Regions from separate parts of the Mus musculus genome. Here region 2 is linked to region 1. The links are chromatin contacts, called in public HiChIP or PLAC-seq maps. All regions are on one chromosome and are shown on one strand. The core of a region is the stretch at or near the end of the contact, and the rest is flanking DNA. Distances in the headings are between cores, read along the strand shown. Region 1 holds the start of Mtg2 (mitochondrial ribosome associated GTPase 2). Region 2 overlaps Gm52543 (a long non-coding RNA gene).

Region 1 (4,744 bases), core at 1,100-3,599:
CTTCAGGACCTCTGAGTTCAGATTGCCAAGCAGATGTTCCTTTGCGTTTAGGGAAGTCTGAAATCCACACTGCATTTTTAATGAATCCAAATAACTTTATTACGTTCTTTCAAATGAAAAGGACAAGTTTTATACAGTGAGAATTGGGTGATTTTTTTTTTTTTTACATTCCTAGGATGTTTAATCTCGTTTTAATTCTGTGCAAACATGAGAGACAGCCTTTTTGAAAAGGTTCTATCAAAGGAAAACACCGCATATAATGCAGCAGGCATATTTTTCAGCATTTATTTAGATAATAACAATGTTACTATGAGAAGAAAAGAACAACCTTGAAGATGAGTGCTCAGAACAACCAAGAACATACAAAACCATCCCCAAGGATGCAGGGCTTGGTACATCAGACCTGTCCACCAGGATGCTTTTGCTTTATTTGTGTCTTATATGTAGCCCAGACTGGCCTCAAACTCACTACATAGCTGAGGCTGAACTTAATGATCCCCCAGCCTCCACTCCCGGGTACTGAGACCACGGGCATGCACCACCACATCTGTTTTCAGCTGATAGTTTTTAAAATATAAAACTTACCTGTAGCTCAGTAGTAAGGCACCTTTGTGGAGTTTGCTTGAATTAATCTTGACAGTCTTGCTGGAACTTACAGTGCAAGCTCCATTTACTTACAGGAGAATCAAGGGCCGGATCAAAGGACTTGTCTGTGTCGGCTGCCGTCTTACTCTAGGACATTCTCCCTCTCCTTGGGACCATTATCAACAACCATGGGCATATGTGTCTCATAGGCACAGGGTTTAGGAAACACACAGGCAAGGGCTGACTACATGACGGCTTTAACTTTACAGAAACAAGTTTCTGATCGCTACATGGCAGAAGTATTAGCAACTTGATTTTAGGGACTCATCATCTCTTTAGCTCCTTCCCTTTCTGGCAATTTTTATAAAACTAGCCTACAAGCTCACTTGGGGGCTAAATATCCCATTGAAAATGTCGAAACATTTTAAGTAACTGTGAAATGGTTTTTATTCCTTGCCAATCTGGGAATATGCCTTTTATGTATGCATACATGTGCAAGTGTGTACGTGTGTGTGTGTGTGTGTGTGTGTATGTATGTGTGTGTATGTGTGTATATATATGTGTGTATGTTAAAGTGCTGTATTAGTGTGTATGTGTGTGTGTATATGTAAAGTGCTGTGTTAGTGTGTGTTAATACTTTTTGAAAGAAAAGAACACTTAAAATATGTATCACCCCAAAAGTTCAATTTGAAATGTCTTACATTAAGAATTTCTTGAATGTTGTGTATATATTTTTAAAAGCACTTTGTGAAATAGTTTGTACATTTATTTCCTAATTTATACCTGATTTTGGTGTTAATATATTTAATGATTAATATTGTTTATTTAATGTTTTATTGATTTTTATGTAATTTTGTGGGGGAAAGTGATGCCAGTCTTTTTCATTGCCTGTATTATAGCTTTTCTTCTGTAACATGAATGTTTGAAAAGTCCTAGGCTGAAATGAACCCTTCGTGCAGGTGTGGTTGACTGTGTTTTGTTTTCAATGGTTCCTCCTACTGAAGGCCAGAAAAGATGCAAAGGGAGATTTGGAAATCGCTGCTCATTCTTCCTCCTGTTTCCCAGCATCCGTTCAATACTTGGTGAACTTGACCACTGAGGACTGGGGTTTTCAGATGTGCTGACCACTACGCGCTGCGCTTGTCAGGGGCTATGGGTGGATGGACATCTCTGCAGACTTAGCATATAGCACAGTGGGAGATGGGAGATGTCCGCAGAGGCACTGGGCAGACACAGGCCTGGCCCAGAAAGGAGGTGTTTTCCTTTCCTGTTGTACCTGTTCTCAGACGTGGGCTTCAGTGACTGAGTGTCCGTTCAAACTTGTAAAAAGAGGAAGACTTTCCATTTCCATTAAAACACTTTTTTAGCCATTACCTCATTTCTGTTTATTGAGCATGTTACGTCTGTCTTGTTATTTGTGAACGAAGTACAGTTTTTAAACACCCTATCATTTTCACCCTTGTTTGGTTGGTTGGTTAGACGGAGGCGCACTGTACAAACCTATGTGACTCTCAGACATTCCCGGCCTCTTTTTCCCGAGACTGGAATTAAAAGCGTGCGACCCGGCACCTGGCTTTTTCCTGGTTTTGTGAGACAGGATCACTGTGTGTCTCAGGCTGGGCAGGAATTCACGGCGATCCTTCTGCTCAGCTTCCTTGGTGCCCAGACTTTGGCTTTGGAGCCACAGAGACCACGGGATTCGGGGGGCGGTGCCTCGCCTTCCGGTTTGCTGCTGCACTGCGCGTGCGCGGCCAGAGCCCGACCCGGAACCAGTCGAGCGAGCGGAGGTGGGAGCTGTCGGGAGCGGGTGGGTGCGGGCGGCATTGCACGGGTGTGCGTTCTCCGGCGGCAGGCGGCGGGCGGGATGACTGGGCGGGATCTCTCTCTGTGTGCGGTGGCTCTAATGAGGAGAGCCCGTCCGGCCTGATCGCCGTAAAGTTGGTTTCTGAAAGACTCGCTCTCGCCTTAGCTTGAGCGTGATGGCGCACGCTTGTAAGCGCAGCTTCCCAGATGAGACAGGTGGATTTCTAGGAGTTCGAGGCCCGCCTAGGCCACATAGTGAGACCATGAACAGAAAACAATGGCAGAAACGTCCCCTTGCCCAGCTCTTTTGGAAAGCCTTTATGGATGCGCTACTAGGGTAGAGGCTCACCTGTTAAGATGCAGGCGCCGCAGTGTGTCGCCTAACTATGGGCAGTTGAGTCTTCCTGAGTCCCCGCCTCCGCGGCTTTGTAGAGGCATTCTTTTAAAGATGAGGTAAAGAAGCATTCTGCACACTAAGGATCGGTAGAGATGCGCCTGGGGTGCGAGCAAATGGCCTTGTTCCTACTCAGAAATCTAAAGGACCAGCATGGAACAGTTTCGGAGCTGTCGGGAGGTTTCCCTGCCTGCATGTGAACCAGTCTGGGACCTTGAGTGCTGGGTCGGGGATTGGGTGGGAGGTGGCAGCTGTCCCTCCAGTCAGTCTGTCCCACAAGGCCCCATAGGGCAGGCACCCAGACAGCAGCGTTGTTGAACGCGTGCTTTATTTTGTTTTTGAGACAGGCTCTCCCTTGCTGGCCTGGCACCCAGATGCCTGTCTGGCTTCCGGAGTGCATCTGCCACCGCACACAGCAGGAACACTTACCCCCACCCCCGTGAATGGCATATAATTAAGTAAAAACCATGTAATGTGAGTTGTCAGGTGACAAAATGATACTCCAGTTTCTAAATGTTTTCCACATGAAGAACGAAGTAGATCACAAACATATGTAATGAAGTGTAAAAGTATGTAGCAGAAACAGTAATGCCCGCGTGGGATTTAATATCCGGTAGCAAAGTGAAAATGGAATGCTTAGAATTAAGTTAGTTAACTGTGAATACTGTTAACCAATTGTGCTTAGCCTATAAAAGAATAACACTGAAGAAATGAAAACATTCCTCAAGAATGCTTTTTTTTTTCCCCCTTTCTCTTTTTTTAAGACAGGTTTGCATGTGTCTGGCTCCCTGGCTGGCCTTGAACTTGCTAAGTAGTAGAAGATGACCTTGAACTTCTGACCTTCCTACCTCCACCTCCTGAGTAAGTGGTGGCATGCCTGGATTATGTGATTCCAGGGGTCAACCCCAGGGCTTTGTGCATGCTAGGTCGGTAGGCATTCTACCAACTGAGCTACACCCCTCTTCCACAGTGCTTTCTTCTTTCTCATTGAAGACATCTTGGCACATGTCTCTAGTGCCAGCTACACAATCAGATCAATCGGTTCACTGTGAAACTAGTGCGGAAGGTTCCTGGACACACCTCTTGTGGACAGTAGCCGGGAGCTTAGCATCCTGTATAGCAGCAGTGGCCCTCTCACACGGTAGCACCGTGGAATTCCCCATACATGAAAGCCTTGCTGTACAGCCTTAAAGCATCTTGGCTCTCAGGCTCCAGGCTCTGACTCTCTTCATTGGCCCAGCAAAGGCACAGTTAGACAGAAAGTGAGGATGCCCTCCTAGGCTCCCTCTACAGTGTGCTGTGGGTAGACCCTACCCACTAGGACTTTCTGTGATGGCAGTATCCTAGTCTGTATTTCCTGGTTTAGCCCTGAGTGGCCTGTAGCACTGAAGAACTAGGTACTTGGGCTTTATTTACTCTGGTGAGTGTGCATGCCCATGCATGTGAGTGTGCAGATGCACACACGTGCACATGTACAGGTAAGAGGGCATTAGGTGTCCTCTAGCACTCTTTCTCATTCCCTTGAGGCCAGGTTTCTCCCTGAGTCTGGATCTTGCCATCTCAGCCTCCGTGTAGTGTGCACGGTTGCAGGTTACACCACAAGCATTCTTGCCCACCGAGTCATCTCCTCAGCTGGATTTTAATTCATTTTAACTTTATCAGTCCCGGGTGGCTGTAGACACTAGATGGGACAGTGCAGAGATTGCGTTAGGTAAGCAATGAGAGAGAACAGCGACGACGGGAAAGAGGTTTCGTTTGCTCCCTGGCAGGGAGCCGCCCATCTCAAAGAGCAGACACACAAACTGAAAGTGGGGTGAGGAGCAGACTGTGGCAGCGTACACCTTTGGTCTCCACACTTAGAGGTGGAAGCAAGCAGTTTTCCATGACCTGCCAAGGCTATATGGTGAGACCTTGTTGTCCTCAAACCAACCCCCCCACCGCCACCAAAAGAAAAAAAAAAAA
Region 2 (4,744 bases), core at 586-3,085, 270 kb after region 1:
TGTGTGTGTACATATGTGACTGGATTATATGTGCATATATATATTATATGTATATGTGTCTATGTATATACATATTATTTCTTTTAAAATAAACAGTGTGTGGATACCTGGGTAAGAAAGATGAGGGGAGGGAGTGTTCTTATATGGTTTGCCTGTAGACATTGTAAAAGTCACACAAAGCACATAATGAAAGAGAGAGAGAGAGAGAGAATGTGCTTGAGCCAGGGTTTGCCAGGCAGACTGGCCTGCCAGCCTGAACAGAGAGGGAGCATATTGTCTTTGACACTCAGTGAGAAGTGCCCTAAGCCCTCTTGTGGCTTCACTTTCTGTCTGAGCTCCATCATGTAGAGGTTTGGGAGGGAGGATACAGAGCTGAGCCGCCAAGCTCTTTGCTGAACTCTCAGGCAAGAGCACTGGGCCATTCATGTCCTCAGAGCAGCCCCAGTTCGTGCATCCAGCCTACCCAGGACTCACTAAGTAGTCGCCTGGTTGTGATTCCACCTCCAGGGCTGACAGACTGGTAGTCATTTCTCCCTGACTGTTCTCCATGATGTCTGCCTTGCCCAGCCACCATTAGAGTCTGTCCCAGGCTGTGCCTGCCTCTGAACCCTGTCTGGAAGTTGCCTTTCTCCTGAGGAGGAATTTCTCACCAGCAGCTACAGCTGCAACTGGAAATCTACAAAACAGTTTTCTGCAGATGAATCTTACTAGAAAACCTGGTCCTCCCACCTCCCGTAGGCCTGGAGCCCCTGCCTGGTGCAGCTTCCTTTGGAGGAGAGATAAGCGAGCTTTTGGCATCTTGCTAGCTGAAGAACGGGCCCATCCCACTGACATGGTGGCGCCAGCGCTGACACCAGCTGTCAGTTGGGGCTCAAGCAGAAAGAGCCCCCCCCCCCGGGTGGCCTGGCTTCTCTAGCTGGTGGCTCTGGGTGCTGAGAGGAATGCCCGGCACCCAGCGTGTTCACTGGGGACCACTGTCTCTGCTATGGCCCAGGGTGAGCAAGCTTTTCTTTCCTAGAGTCTTTCTACGCTTGTGTGTGTGTGTGTGTGTGTGTGTGTGTGTGTGTGGCAACACCCAGTGAGCACACAGAAGTATCGAGCACCTCCTGAACCTCATGGGAGGTGAAGGTGTGTGGTGGCACAGGGAGGTAAACGCAGGTGTCATGGTGGGGAGGGCTGTGGGGAGAGGGACAGGGAGTTTTGCCTTTTTAGACTGTAGGGGTCTTTGTGAGGCAGAGAAGCCCACCCATTCCTGTACCTTGCTTGGGGAATGCCTCCGTGCTGTTGCTTAGGCTAGTTTGCAAACAGGCAGTCATGATAGGTGCTCCACTTTGCTTTAAAAACTGGAAAGGTTTATGAGAAAATAAAAATATCAAAACCAAGGACTGTGAGATCCCTAGCACTTGGGAGGTGGCAGAGGAAGGACCGGAAGTTTGAGATCATCCTGGGCTTCTTGGAAAAGTCAATGCTAGTTTCAGCCGTGTGAAACAGAACAAGACAAAGCAAACAAATAAACAAACAACCCCCCCCCCCCAAGCTGGTAGCCATGACTGTAGCAACCTGAGAGGCCACTCTTTGCCCTGCAAAGCCCCACCATTCCTTGCTGCCTGCTTTTTCCCATGGGACTCCTTTGATGCAACCTCTGCTCAGACATCTCACTGAGAAGGCAAATCTCTCCTGATGAGACTTCCCCTTTTCAAAGCGTCCTGTCTCGGTCTCTGCAGCTTGGACCACTTGCTGCAGGACTTGAGCAGGACTGCAAGTCTCTCTGGGCCATGCCACACAGACTGTGTCCCCAGAGCTGGAAATGGAAAATGTGATTCACCTTGCCCTGGAGCTGCTTCTGCTCAGGGCAGGGCTGTCTGGTGCCCTGGGTGGAAGTTGTGCTGGATCTGTCAATTTGTCTCCTCTGAAGTCTGGTTCCTGCTGAAGGCCTCTATTCCTTTGTCCTCTCAGGGACTGAAAAATGACAGGCGCTGGTGGTAGGGTTCATTCCATCCATTCAGGAAGAGAAGCTTGTTCTGTGTAAATGAGCCTGGCAGGGGATTCACAGAGGATCTGCTGGGAGGAGACACTTGGTTGTAGGGAGTGGAAGGGTGAGTCTTTCCTCTGTTGGCTTTGCCTGTAGCCTGATAACTGCTTCTGCTTTGGTGAAACCCTATAGAACTGTTCCCACTGATAATCCTCTGGTCTCAGTTAGACATCCAGGCCCAGCCCCGTGGGATCCAGATGGAAGGAGTCCAAGGTAGAATTAACCCCTCCTTTTCTGTAGCCATGTTTCTATACACTTGCATGGAAACATTGATAGATTTCCCACAAATGGGCTTTCTGTGGATGGCAGCAGCTTGTGCTGTCTAGTAAAGGCTATCGGGTCCCTTCCAAAATGCTGGAGGACGCAGGGTTGGCAAGGAAGCAGGGCTAGCTGTGTTTTTCACCATTTGCATGGGTAAAGCCTTTTTACATCAGCTACCCCACTGCCCATAGACTGAGAGCCCCTTTGCCCATTCTGTGGATCTCATCTGGGTCTTTTTAGATCCCGTACTTGGTTTCTACTCATCGTTGCCTGTAGGCTTCTGCCTCTTCTGCCAGAACCGACACCTCCCAGGAAAATGCCCTGGCACAGCAAACAGGCAGCCGTGGACTTTGAGCCTGGGCCACGGCAGTGAGAAGGCGTTTCCCGGCACAGACGGCTCTGACCTTTGCGGCACCCCAAATGCAGATGGAATGGAGGGCTTGTCTTGGCAATTGGGCGCGGGTGGGTTGGAGCAGGAGGGCGAGGGTCCTCCCTGAGAGGTGGCGCATGGTACAGCCTGGAACAGGTGGTGACTCACTGATCACCCAGCCATAAAGTCAGGGTGATGGCCCAGCATCCCAGCTGGTTCCCTAGAGCTCCTAAGATCCCTACCCTTCCCTGCAGCTGAGCCAGGTAGGTCTTCCACAAAGGACGGCCTGGGCTGGCTCTGAGCCACCACTTGGACCTCCTACCCCTTATCACTCATTTGCTACTTCAGGGGAAGCTGAGTCCCAGGGTAGGAGAGTAAGCAGCGGAGGCTGTCCCTTGCACATGGGACTCTCATTTCATAGGAAGTACAGCCTGGATGAAGATTCCTGCTGAGGCATACATAGCCTGCTAGGCACAGTTCCCAGGAGGCAGTGGCCAGTCATGCTCTGGGAAACTGCTCCCAGATCTGAGCGAGCTGATTTTGTAGCCTGGCTTCAGAGATACTTCTTTTCTGCTGACGTTAGGGCAGATCTTGCCTCAGTGTCCTCATGGCAGCCCTTCCAGACCTGGCTGAGTAAAGGATTTTGGTGGGATGGGATTGTGATCTACAGGGTGCCTTATATTCTGCCATAAAAGGATAAGTCTTGGGGCAGGGCAGGTCCTTCCAGGCCAGAAAGCAACTTTAGGGAGCTACATGCAGCAGCGACAGCACCGTGCCATCCGTCATAGTATCCTCGAGATCCCAGGCTGCACTGGGCTTCAGTGGAGGTTGCAGTTCATAGGTTACCGTGGACCCCCATTCGCAGAGCCGGCTGAGCCTCCAGGTGCAACTCGTTCAGGTTGCACAGACTAACGTCCCTGCTCCTCATAGTTGTGTCTGTTGCTGACACTTGCCCTGTGGCCCCTCCTCTTGTCCCTCCCAGTCCCATGCCTGCCTTGTAGCCCTTCCTTTGCCAAGGGAACCCCGTGTGCCTGGTTCTCTCCCCTTGTCCTTGCTCCTTCCTAGGAAAACTGAGTCCTGGGGTTGTGTTGCATCCTAACTTAGGGAACTTTGCTCACTGTGGGCCAAAGCAGGCAGAGGAAAATCTGTGCTCCCAGAAGAGCAAGAGTCAGGCCAGCGCCCTTGAGGTGCCCCTAGGGAGGGTGTGCTCTGGTGATCATTGTCACCCTCTTGCTAATTAAGTAAATAGGGGGCATCATGTGAGGGAGCCTCGATGCAGCAGTTCTCAACCTTTGGCGGCTCAAATGACCCTTTCACAGGGGTGGTGTCAGACTACCAGAAAACACACATATTTAGATTACAGTTCATAACAGTAGCAAAATGTCAGCTATGAAGTAGCAATGGAAATAAGTTTATGCTTGGGGGTCACAACAACACGAGGAACTGTACTAAAAGGTCTCTGCCTCAGGAAGGTTGAGGACCACTGCTCTAGGGAATTCTCAGTCTCTGGGGCCTCATAGAAACTTAATCTCCTGCCTGAAGCCGTGCTACCTGCCAGTCATTCCCACTGGGGTGGCTGAAGCAGGAGGGTCACAGGTTCCAGACCAGCCTGGCCTACATGGGGAAAGCTTGTTTCTAAGACAGTTTAATCTTCCTACTTGCCCTGACACCCAGCCTTGAGCCCCACCTGCGTGTTACCTTGTCTCCAGACTAGCTTAGGCACTTCCTGGTGGGTCCTGAGAAGGCTAGATAGGCCCTGTGTGGTGTCTTTCCCCTACTTACATTTTGCAGCCTCGGCCATGGTTGAGCTAATATTATCTGTTTTCTCAATGCCCTAAACAGTCACACCTTTGAAATTCTGTTGCCACCTAAGGTGGGGAGACTACATTAGGTGACTTGTTAACAAATTCCGGGATATCTGGAGAACAATTACTCTGCCTATAAGGAGAGGTTGCTATTGCCCCCATTTTACAGATAAGGAACTTAGAGGCCTCAGACTGGCTATGCAGCTTGTTCAGCACCCCCAGAATCAGATAAAAGAACTTGCATGCATAACAAAACTAAAGAATCTCAACCCCATC

Evidence for each region. HiChIP or PLAC-seq counts read pairs in DNA pulled down with a chosen protein or histone mark.
Region 2: a FOXA1 HiChIP or PLAC-seq map of pancreatic cancer cells shows a contact between it and region 1. The contact joins the enhancer-like site here to the promoter of Mtg2 in region 1. A contact is called at or near these places in 5 of 39 promoter capture datasets (embryonic stem cells, erythroid cells, hippocampal neurons and 2 more), 3 of 484 Hi-C or Micro-C datasets (Sertoli cells, myocytes and nephron progenitors), 1 of 115 datasets of contacts at active chromatin or transcription factors (pancreatic cancer cells) and 3 of 9 other capture datasets (adipose tissue, liver and pancreatic islet).

The regions. Positions count from the first base shown.
Region 1 is chr2:180,068,244-180,072,987 of GRCm38.p6, forward strand. Mtg2 (mitochondrial ribosome associated GTPase 2) reads left to right here and starts at 2,350. Exons shown (of 10, transcript NM_181424.3): 1 at 2,350-2,372; 2 at 3,551-3,643. It overlaps Ss18l1 (SS18, nBAF chromatin remodeling complex subunit like 1), which reads left to right. Exons shown (of 11, transcript NM_178750.5): 11 at 1-1,958.
Region 2 is chr2:180,340,621-180,345,364 of GRCm38.p6, forward strand. The region is part of intron 1 of Gm52543 (a long non-coding RNA gene); the gene reads right to left. It overlaps Gata5os (GATA binding protein 5, opposite strand), which reads left to right. Exons shown (of 5, transcript NR_045877.1): 5 at 1-112. Among named protein-coding and RNA genes, the nearest start is that of Gm52543, 3.5 kb to the right of the region's middle. Within about 2 kb of position 1,836, at least 13 of the 459 cell types and tissues checked have an H3K27ac peak or open chromatin away from gene starts, as enhancers often do. A contact at or near this core is called in pancreatic cancer cells, where this site is marked.